Regions from separate parts of the Capra hircus genome. Here region 2 is linked to region 1. The links are chromatin contacts, called in public Hi-C maps. All regions are on one chromosome and are shown on one strand. Each heading gives the region's core, a stretch centred on a gene start, on an enhancer-like site or on the middle of the called end of the contact. The rest is flanking DNA. Distances are from core to core; before and after follow the strand shown.

What was found. Hi-C and Micro-C count contacts between places; a contact is called where the count stands out from the background.
Region 2: a Hi-C map of blood shows a contact between it and region 1, with 4 times the contacts expected there. The contact joins two enhancer-like sites. A contact is called at or near these places in 3 of 5 Hi-C or Micro-C datasets (blood and liver).

The regions. Positions count from the first base shown.
Region 1 is chr8:110,435,360-110,441,333 of ARS1.2, reverse strand. It overlaps GSN (gelsolin), which reads right to left. Exons shown (of 18, transcript XM_018052716.1): 11 at 4,618-4,751; 12 at 2,280-2,370; 13 at 1,164-1,334; 14 at 356-530. Among named protein-coding and RNA genes, the nearest start is that of STOM, 51 kb to the left of the region's middle. Within about 2 kb of position 1,868, at least 5 of the 5 cell types and tissues checked have an H3K27ac peak or open chromatin away from gene starts, as enhancers often do.
Region 2 is chr8:110,510,793-110,516,404 of ARS1.2, reverse strand. All of the region lies in intron 2 of LOC108636650 (a long non-coding RNA gene), which reads right to left. Among named protein-coding and RNA genes, the nearest start is that of STOM, 25 kb to the right of the region's middle. Within about 2 kb of position 1,389, at least 1 of the 5 cell types and tissues checked has an H3K27ac peak or open chromatin away from gene starts, as enhancers often do.

The DNA of each region.
Region 1 (5,974 bases), core at 619-3,118:
GTGTATGTGTTAGTTGTGTCCGACTCTTTGCGACCCCATGGACTGTGGCCCACCAGGCTCCTCTGTCCCTGGGATTCTCCAGGCAAGAATACTGGAGTGGGTTGCCATGCTCTCCTCCAGGGGATCTTCCCAACCCGGAGATCAAACCCAGGTCTCCCGCATTGCAGGCAGATTCCTTACTGTCTGAGCCACCAGGGAAGCCCCGTTTTCATCTCACCCACTTTAACGGACACACGTTAAGGGACAAGTACTGAGGCAGGAGGAGGTTAACGAAAGCCCCGAGCAGACAGGAGGCAGGGGAAGCCAGCAGCTCCATCCCCAGAGAGCAGCAAGCCCCCCCGCCCCTCACTCCTACCTGGCTCGCTGCCTTCTGCCACCTGCACGGGTTGGGCCCGAAGCACCCTGAGCAGCTCCAGCGCCCCGGTCTTCTCTGCCTCGCTGGCTCCTGCACCCACCCACAGGTAGGCGGCCGAGGGGGTTTTCAGGACAAAGGCATCGTTGGAATTCAGTGCTCCAGCCTTGGGCATCACCTGGGAGGGTAGTGCTCAATTAGTCAATCAGGAAATAGGTAAAAAGGCTTCAGCTCCCTCCTCACGGTCCAGGAGACGCTGCAGCAAGAGCAGCTCTTAAGGGTGGACTTGGAGGAGGGAGCATGTGCCCCATCAGAGCTGAGGACAAGGACTCGGGACACTGAGAGGCCTCGCTGACTCCTGTGAGTCACAAATGCACTGTGCTCAGCCGAGGAGACTCTAGAAACCTGGGATGCATTAAGAGAAGTTGAGCACCTAGAACAAAGGAGGTGATGATCCCATTGTCCTCTAGGCTGCACAGAAGGATCATGCTCAGCTTCTGCACCTTCCACCATGAAAGGGACAGCAGCCAAGTGGGATGGAATCAAGAACAACATCCAGATTGTGAAGAATGGACTGTCTGTTAGGTAGTGACTTGCCCGTCATGGAAGGTATGCGAGGGACACTGGGCATTCTTGAAACAAGGGGAACTCTAACACATACAATCCTGCTGCCAGGGCAGGGAGGTACAAAAAGCTGCTTCTTAGCCCCTCAGCCACCCCCACCAGATCCTGTGCCCAGAGATCTGCCCATCAGGCCTGAGAGGTTTCTGAGAGGCCAATCCTGCCGGGGGTCTGGGGCCCGGGGCATTACCTCCACGGCCCGGGTGGCTCCGGAGCTGCTGGCCCGGACCTGGAAGAGGCGGGTGCTGGCGGGGGCTGTCTGCCCACCCTCACGGGAGGTGCCGCCCCTGTAGATGATCATGGGTTTCCCGCCGAACAGGCTCATGAGGTGAGCAGGCTCCTTGCCTTGGACCACACGGCTCTGAGAGGGAGACGGGAGCACAGGTCAGGAAAGGGGGGCGCGAGCATCGTCCTGTGCGCACACACTGGGCTCAGCTCAGGGCAGCTGGCGTGGCCCAGGCTCACCCCCAAACAAGCCGTCACGCTTGGGTCTGTGTGTGGAGCGGGGCGTGGCTCTACAGCGCGCAGGGGCTGGCCAGGGAGCAGGAGGTGCAGGAGGGCTGGAGACGGCCCTGCTGGCTGAGGTCCCCGGGGCACTGCTCTGGCGTTTCCCCTCCCACAAGGCCTGGCCTGGCTGAGGCTGGGTCCAGTCCAAGAACCCAGAGAGCCCATGTTTGCAAATATTCCCTTAAATGGAAGCCCAGGGATGGTTCGTGGACATTCTTCCCGGACTGTGACGTCAGCCTCGGCCAAGAAAGCTGGCAGAGTGGTGAGAAAAGAGCCTTCCGGGTCTGGAGAGAGCCCTCCTGCCAAGCCAGCGCAGACTGCGGCCAAGCGCCTGGCGGTGGGAGGAGCGGACAAGGAGGTCTGAGCGGAGGATGGACCTCCTCTGTCCTCCCATCTGCTCCTGCCCTGTGTGCCCGCTTCCCTTCAGATTCCAGCTGTGGCCCGTGCTGCCTGTATCCAGATCACCGCACATGGTGGCTCATGGTCCCTTCCTAGCAAGAGCCACCACTGCTGGGTCAGAGCCTAGACCCCAGCTCCACCCTGCTGGTGAGAATTCAGGCCACGTGTGATTGTACACCCTCTGCCCGCATGTCTAATGAACCTCTTTCTCCCACGACTAGACTGTAATAAACCACATCGCAGCGGTTCAGGGCAGGGCAGGGCTGGGAGCCAGGGGGAGGATCTATCTGTGTGTTCACGTTTGCAGACGCAGCGTCCGCATCCTGCATAAATGTCTGTCAAAAGGATGGACGCGTGGGATGAGGGACGGTCAGATGAGTGAGCAGCGGGCTGGGCTCACCTGCACGGGAGTCCCTCCCAGCTCCTCGTCCAGCTGAGCCGTCAGGATGGCCGAGGCGGCGACCTCATCCTGGGTGGACTGGGCGCCCTGCCTGGAAGGGAAGTGAACCTCAGCACCTCGGTTTGCACAGAGGCCAGGGCCCCTCCGTCACCCTGGGCTTGAGAAACCCACAAATCTCCAGATTACAGGTAATGAAACTGACAAATAGAGAGGAAAAGAGATTTCTCTGAAAAGGAACCAGAGCCAGGAACCAAACCAACACACCACACACCCCAGCTCAGCATCTCGTCTTCTTACAGCGGTCTGACCACAACCAGTGGACGTCCTCGTCCTAAACCTGCCCCACAGGGAGATGCACGGAGGGGGGCTTTCTGCCTCACCCCTTCCTCTGCCGTCTAAATTTCCCATGACTAACCTGTGTTATCTGCATAAGCTGTCTAACAGATCAACGTGATGATCAAAGGAAATGTTCTAAAAGCCTTCTCATGAATTTTGTTCCATGTGGAGTATTATTAATATCTAGTCCAGAAACATTTCTTTCAAGCTGCTTTTAAAAGTCTGAGGTTGTCAAATTGAGAGGCAACCTACAGAATAAGACTAATGCTCTTCCACAGCATCGAAACTGGGAAAGAAGAGTGACGCCTGAGGAACTGTCACAGATTAAAAGACGGAGAACACGATGATTAAATGCCACTGAGGAGATGTGATGACTAAATATCATGTGAGACCCTGGGTTAGATCCCAGGCCAGAAAAAGGACATTAGTGGGAGAACTGGCGAAATTCAAGAAGTGTCTATAGAGGAGGACATGGTCTTGCAACAATGTTAATTTCCCAGTTTTGAAAACTGCACTATGGTTAAGTAAGAGGTGACCCTAGAGGAAACTGTAACAGGTATATGGAAACTGTCTGCACTGTTTTTGCAACTTTTCAGCAAGTCATTTCAAAACGAAAAGTTTAAAAAAGAAGAAACCCATCAGTCAACCTTTAAGATTGCACAGTAAGAGAAACGAACTGAAAAATACTACACTGAGATATCATTTTATCAACTCTAAAGTTGACAAACAGCGGAAGTGTGATAACACAGTCCACCAGTGAGACCAGGAGGAAACAGATACTCTCATCTGTCACTGGTGAGAATGCAAACGGCACAAAGCTCATCTAGAGAAACCGGGTGCTATCTGTCAAAAGGACCAGCGCATTCACTGTCAGAGCCAGCAATCCAACTTCTGGGAACTCACTCTAAAGATATTTCTCTACGCATCCAAAACGATGTTTGTTTAAGCCAACTAATCATAGCAGTGCTCGTAATAGTAGGAGTCTGGAATCAAAGCAAATATGCGTCCGCAGGGAATTTGTTAAATAAACTACAGGACAGCCACACAGTGGAATATTATGTGGCTGTAAAAAAAAAAAAAAAAAAAAAAAAGAGTAAGGGAGCTCTTTATGGACTGACATAGTCTGAGCTCCAGGAAGTATCAACTGAAAAAAAAAAGCAAAGTGCTGGTCAGTATACACAGTATGCCATCTTTTGCATAAGGAAGGGAGGGGAACTAGGGATACAGGGTCAGCTTTGCTTTTATCTGCATAAAAATGGCTGGAAGGGTATATAAGAGGCCAATGAAGGCAAGCACCCACAGAGGAGAGAGGGTTTTAGAGCAAGGTGGGGAAAGTCGTAAACATATCATCTCTCTTTAAAGAATTAAAAATAATTCTTAGTTAGAAAACATCAGAGGATAAACAGAACTTAGAGTGGAATTGAGGGAGAGATTTTCTGTTCGTTTCTCCCTAGTCCCCACGTCTCTCCTACAATGGACGTGTGATGCTTTTATGAGACGAGTTTACAATTTGTTTTGAGAGTAAGACCAGCGGTCTTGCCCCGGAAACAGAAGCCTTTCCCAGCGGAGCACGGCTGTGCTGGTGCAGGTTCACACACCTGCAAGCTCTCCTCAGCCCTGTCCTCTGCCCCCCGCGGTGGCCGTGCTCCCAGCGTGGGCCCCGGCTCCGCCCTCTCTGCCCCTAAGGTGGCCGTGCTCCCGGCCTGGGCCCCCCACCCCCTCGCTCAGCCCCTCTGCCCCCGCTCCGCCCCCTCTGCCTCGGCTCCGCCCCCTCTGCTCCCGCTCCGCCCCCTCTGCCTCCGCTCCACCCCCTCCGCCCCGTGGTGGCCCTGCTCGCGGCCTGGGGCCCCGCTCCGCCCCTCTGCCCCCGCTCCGCCCCCTCTGCCCCGGCTCCGCCCCCTCTGCCTCCACTCCGCCGGCTCCGCCCCCTCCGCCCCCGTGGTGGCCGTGCTCCCGGCATGGGGCCCCGCTCCGCCCCAAGCATAGGACCCCAGGCCCTCACCAGGTGTAGATGATCTGTCCCTGGCGGCCACCGTGGCGGTAGTTGTACAGGATGATGTAGCTGTCACCGCCGTAGAACTGTCCATACGTGGCGGGGTCCACGGGCACTTTGTTGGAACCTTCAATTCTCCAGATCTACCAAAGCAAAGCCGGGCTCAGACATCGGGCGGCATTCCCGGCCCCCAACTCTGACCAGCTGAGAACCCAGAGGGTGCTGGGTAGCGGTTACACCACAGGATTGCCCTCGGACTCAGCCTGAAGTTAAATCACTTGCTGGAATCACGGAGCCACTAAGATTCAAACCCAGGTCTTCTGTTCCAGATCCAGACAGCGCACCCCTGCTCCCCCGTACTTTCTCCTCCTCGAGAGCAGCCCAGGGACTGGCAGCTGCATGGTGGGGTTTAGAAAATGCTTTTGCTGCGTGTTACACGGTGCAGCACAAATCAATGTACGGGGCACAAATCACACAGTGCTCGGGGCACAAATCAATGTACGGCCTGGAGCCAAATCAGGCTCTGCCCCCTCGCAGACTGTGCGCCCTTGGACAACTTGCTTAATGTCTATGGGCCTCAGTTTCCTGATCTGAAAAGTGGGAATAATAAGGGACATTGTAAGGATCAAATGAGCTAATTCATGAGCAGTGTTTGGCACAGGATGATGGCCCTGCAGGTGGTGGCTACTCTTAGTAATAGTTACGATGGTGATGATGATTACTAATGTTGCCATTAGCTGTATCAGCAAGCTGTCTGGATTTTAGATATCACCTGCAGAGGCAGGGTCGTCACTGAGTGACCTCAGAATGACTCCTGCTGGCAGATCTCTTTGCAGAGCTCGGATGACACGGTTTTCCAAGCGGTCATGAAGCCCTGCAGCGCCACCTGGTGGTGCCGCGAGTCCAGGCAAATAGAATCTTTGAACCTTGAAAACTCTTGACGGTGATGGAGTGGGATTAAGCCTCATTTTCCCAGGGGCTTCCCTGGTGGCTCAGACAGTAAAAACATCTCCCTGCGATGCAGGAGACCTGCCTTCGACCTCTGCGTCAGGAAGATCCCCTGGAGAAGGGAATGGCAACCCACTCCAGTATTCTTGCTCATGGACAGAGGAGCCAGGCAGGCTACAGTCCAGGGACTAACATTTAACTTAAGCTTCATTTCATGGATGAGGAAAGTGAGATTCAAAAAGGCTGAGTAACTTGCCCAAGACCACTCCGCTGAGCCGCCAGGGCTCTCTCCACACTGCCCTATCCTGGATCGCTTTCATGGCACGCTCCTCTGCCACTGAACTAATGGACCAACGGCAAAACCAGTAATAACAAAAAATGAGCTTTTTTGCCATTTCTATTATGTAGGATGGAATCA
Region 2 (5,612 bases), core at 140-2,639, 76 kb before region 1:
ATAGCCCTGGTGGCTCAGAGGGTAAAGCATCTGCCTGCAATGAGGGAGGCCCGGGTAGTATAACCTATATATACACATATATACATGGAATCTAGGAAGATCTCCTAATGAACCTGTTTGTAAGGCAGCAAAGGAGACACAGACTTGTGAACACGGTGGGGAAAGAGAGGATGGGACGAACCGAGAGAGCAGCACCGAGACACACACGTCAGCACGTGCAGGAGAGGCAGCCAGTGGGAATCTGCCGCGTGACACGGGGAGCTCAAGCTGGATGCTCTGTGACAACCTAGAGGGGTGGGATGGGCGTGGGAGGTGGAAGGCAGATTCAAGAAGGAAGGGACATACGTATACCTACGGCTGATGTATGGTAGAAACTAACACAATATTGTAATTATCCTCCAATTAAAAATAAATTTTAAAAAGACAACAATGAAGGTTGCCACATCAGTTGACTTTTCCTTTCACAAACAATTTCTCTGGAGCGTGCGATGCTGTTTGATAGCATTTTACCCACAGCAGAACTTCTTTCAAAATTGGAACCAACTCTCTCAAACCCTACTGCAACTTTATCAATTAAGTTTATGTAATATTCTAAATCCTTTGTTGTCTTTCAACAATTACTACAGCATCGTTACCAGAGTAGATTCCATTTCAAGAAGTCCGTTTCTTTGCTCATCCATAAGAAGCGCCTCCTCACCCATCACTGTTCCATCACGAGATTGTAGCAGTTCAGCCGCGTCTTCAGGCTGCACTTCAAATTCTAGCTCTCTCACTGTTTCCACCACATCTGAAGTCGCTTCCTCAATTCAGGTCTTGAACCCTCAAAATCACCCATGAGAACTGGAGTCAACTCCTTCCAAACTCCTGCTTGTGTTGATATTTTGACCTATACCCATGAATCACGAATGTTTTTAATGGCCGCTAGAATGGCGAATCCTTTCAAGAAGGTTTTCAATGTACTTTTCCAGATCCATCAGAGGAATATCTATCTATGGCAGCTATGGCCTTATGAGATGTATTTCTTAAATAACAGGACTTGAAACTTGAAATTACTCTTGATCCATGGGCTGCAGAGTAGATGTTGTGTTAGCCGGCAGGAAAACAACATTAAGCTCACTGTGCATTTCCATTAGAGCTCTCGGGTGACCAAGGGCATTATCAGTGAACAGTAATGTTTTTAAAGAAGTCCTTTTTTTCTGAGCACTGGGTCTCAATCGTGGGCTTAAAATACTCAGTAAACCATGTTGTAAACAGATGTGCTGCCATCTGGGATCTGTTGCTTCATTTATAGAACCCAGGCAGAATGAATTTAGCAGAATTCCTAGGGGCCCCGTGATTTCTGAAATGGAAAATGAGACTGGCTTCAACTTTAAGTCAACAGCTGTGTGAGCTCCTAATATGACAGTGAGTCTGTCCTTTGAAGCTTTGAAGCCAGGCATTTATTTTTTCCTCTCTAGTTATGAATGTCCCAGATGGCATCTTCTTCCAATAGAAGGCCATTTTGTTGACATTGAAAATCTGTTGTTTAGCCACCTTTGTTAATTATCTTAGCTAAGATTTTTGGGAAAACTTGCTGTAGGTTCTATATCAGAACATATATACTTCTTCACCTTGTACTTTTATGTTAAAGGGATGGCTTCTTTCCTTAAATCCCATGAACCAGCCTCTGCTAGCTTCAGACTTCTCTTCTGTAGCTTTCTTACTGTAGCATTCATCAAATTGAAAATGTAGAGCCTTGCTCTGGATTAGGCTTTGGCTTACTGGAATGTTATGGCGATTTAATCTCCTATCTAATCTAGTGGCCTAATCTCAGACCACTAAAACTTTCTCCACATCAACAGCAAGGTTGGTTGCTTGCTTATCATCTGTGTGTTCACTGGAGTAGCACTTTTCATTTCCTTCAAGAACCCTTCCTTTGCATTCACAACTTGGCTGACTGGGGCAAGAGGCCTAACTTTTGGCCCATCTTGGCTTTCAACGTGCCTTCCTCGCTAAGCTTAATCATGTCTAGTTTTTTATTTAAAGTGAGAGATATGCAACTCTTCCTTTCACTTGAGCACTTAGAGACCACTGTGAAGTTATTAATTAGCCTAATTTCAAAACTGCTGTGTCTCAGGGAATAGGGAGGCCCAAGGAGAGGGAGAGAGACAGGGGAACAGCCAACTGGCGGAGTAGTCAGAATACACACATTTATCAATTATCTTACACGGGCGTGGTTCATGGCTCCCCCAAACAACTATAATATTCACGTCAAGGGTCACTGATCACAGATCACCATAGCAAATATAATAATAATGAAAAACTTCAAAATATTGCAATAATTACTGAAACTGACATGGGGACAAGAGGTGAACAAATGCTGTCGGAAGCAAATGGCACCGACAGGCTTGCCTGATGCAGGGCTGCCGTAGACCTTCTGTTGGTAAAAAGACAGTCTCTGCAAGCACTAAAGAGCAAAGCACAACTGAACGAGGTATGCCTATGTGCGGGAAGTCTCTGTGTCTTCCTCCCAGTTTCATTATAATCTCAAAGCTGCTCTTTAAAATCTTTTAAAAAGATGAAGAAGAGGAAGAGGAGGAAAAATGCAAGACAAGGGAGGGAGAGAGAAAGAGAGCAAATACATGGAGAGCAGGTCTCCACTGACAGAAATGGCCAAGAGGCCAGAGTCAAGAAGCCGTCCCTTTGCCAGACCAACATTAGGTTGGTACAAGACCAATTGCAGTTTTGCACTGGATTTTGCCATTTGATACTGGAATATATTCTTAAATAAATGTGGTTATGCTATACATCATTTTAATGCTCACTTCTCACTTTATGGTTTTTTTTTTTTTTTTTGCTAAAGACATTACTTGCTGTTTATTTTAGACTATAGATAGAAATGATATTAGAGAAAAAGCAAATTCCAGTCATTTTCTTATTCGAGTTCAAAATGGGCCATAAAGCAGCAGAGACAACTCACAATATCAACACATTGGGCCCAGGAACTACTAATGAACATACAGTGCAGTGGTGGGTCAAGAAACTTTGCAAAGGAGATGAGAGCCTTGAAGATGAGGAGCATAGCGGCCAGCCATCGGACGTTAACAACGACCAGCTGAAAGCCATCATCAGAGCGGATCCTCTTACAATTACATGAGAAGTTTCCCAAGAACTCAGTGTCAACCATTCCAGTCATTCGGCATTCATTTAAGCAAACTGGAAAGGTGAAAAAGCTCGGTAAGTGGGTGCCTCGTGAGCTGACTGCAAATCAAAAAATGGTCATTTTGAAGTATCATCTTCTCTTATTCTCCACAGCAATGAACCATTTCTCAACTGGAATGGGATGTGTGGTGAAAAGACAACCAGCGATGACCAGCTCAGTGGCTGAACCAAGAAGAAGTTGCAAAGCACTTCCCAAAGCCAAACTTGCACCAAAAAAAAGATCCTGGTTACTGTTTCCGGGTCTGCCAGTGTGACCCACTGCAGCTTTCTCAGCCCCCGGGAAACCGTCTGCTCGGCAAACGGATGAGATGCACTGCCAACCGCAGTGGCTGCAGCCGGCGGCACTGGCCACCGGAAAGGGCCCGACTCTTCTCCACAACGATGCCCAACCACACGCCACACGACCGATGCTTCAAAAACTGGATGACTGGGTCACGAAGTTCTGCCTCATCCACCATATTCACCAGGCCTCTCGCCAACCGACTACCACTTCTTCAAGCATATCAGTGACTTTTCCCAGGGAAAATACTTCTGTAACTAGCAGAAGGCAGGATATGTTTTCCAAGAGTTTGTCAAATCCTGAAACACAGACTTTTTTTTTTATCATGAAGTTAAAGTGAAGTCAGTCAGTCCTGTCTGACTCTTTGCAACCCCATGGACTGTAGCCTACCACGTTCCTCCATCCATGTGATTTTCCAGGCAAGAGTACTGGAGTGGGTTGCCATCTCCTTCCCCAGGAGATCTTCCCAACCCAGGGAGTTTATATTTAATCACCATGACTATATTAATGCCTATAATGATCCATAATCTACCTTTTTTAAAATTCATTTTTAATTGAAAGATAATTGCTTTACAGTATTGTGTTGGTTTCTGCCAAACATCAACTGAATCAGCCATAAGTATTTCTATGTCCCCTCCCTCTTAATCCTCCCTCCTACCTCCCTCCCCATCCCACCCTTCTAGGTTGTTACAGAACCCTGGTTTGAACTCTCTGAATCATACAGCAAATTATGCTATAGGAATAAGCAAGCTTATTTCTTGTTGGCAAAAATGTGTTGATTGCAATGGTTACTATACTGATTAATAAAGATGTGTTTGAGCCTAGTTACAATGATTTAAAACTCACGATCCACACTTCCTTCCCCTATAAATTCAAGCTTTGGTTGCCTTTGGCTAGCATCAGTCAGTTAAAGTTCTCTGCCTGGTCAGCTGACCCCAATTTTGATTCCTGAGGTATCTAAGCCTACTTTATTTTTTGTTAAACTGATTAACTAGGCATGTAAGAGGAAGTATCCAGACTCTGCTAGCTTTATAACAGTAACCATAATTTACCCTTGATGATCAGGGCCAAGCATACCAACCAACACTAGAACCCTTGCTTCTCTAGCTGGGAACTGAGTTTCTTGACTGATCGCAATGTTTAATGCAGATTACATGTCAATTTTGATGATTAAAAAATGTTTCCCCTGAGGCTTCCAGATAAAGATGCCAGACTGAATACAATAATTTTCAATTTCACTTCCTCTGAAACTTCACTAAAACTACTTTAAAGGGATTTTTAAAAAACTCAATCCTATAAATCCAGAGAGAAAAGAAGAGGATACAATAGCAATAAAACATTAAGGCTAGAATGCAGAAAAGTGACTTAGAATATAGTAGGGAAAGCCAAGAATGAAACTGTCGTGTATCACAGAATCTTCCAAAGGCTCAGGAACTGAATGGACAGTTGGAGGTGGGGGTAAGAAAGGATATTAGATAAGGACTGCTAGAATGCTTTTTTTTAAAGTGCATTCCCTATCCCTAGAGTGTGGTCTGGGCTTAGCAACTTTCTTCGAAAGACTAGGGTACAGAAGGACTTACCAGTGGCCCAGTGGTTAAGACTCCAGGCTCCCAACGCAGGGGGCCCAGGTTCAATCCCTGGTCAGGGAACTAGACCCTACATGCCAGTTATGAGTTTGCATGCTGCAAAGACTTGGTGCAGCCAAATAAAAACTACACAGTATGGAGAGACACAAGTAACTAGAGAAACAAGACACACCACCCTAGCCAAGTGAGCACCCCAAGGGTAAGTCATAAGTCATGCTGTCTGTTCTGATACGATACAGTGAAAAGGGCGGCTCATCTCTGTGGCATTCCTCCCCCAAATCCACACTCCCAATGTGATCATGATAAATCCAAACACCAGGCAAACATAAATAGAGGAACAGCTTACAAAACCTGACCTGCACTCTTCAAAATCGGCTTCCCTGATAGCTCAGTTGGTAAAGAATCCGCCTGCAATGCAGGAGACCCCAGTTCAACTCCTGGGTCAGGAAGATCCCCTGGAGAAAGGATAGGCTATCCACTCTAGTATTCTGGCAGCAGCTGCACAGCGCAGGAACAGCTGAGAGGAAATACCCTACATCCAAGCT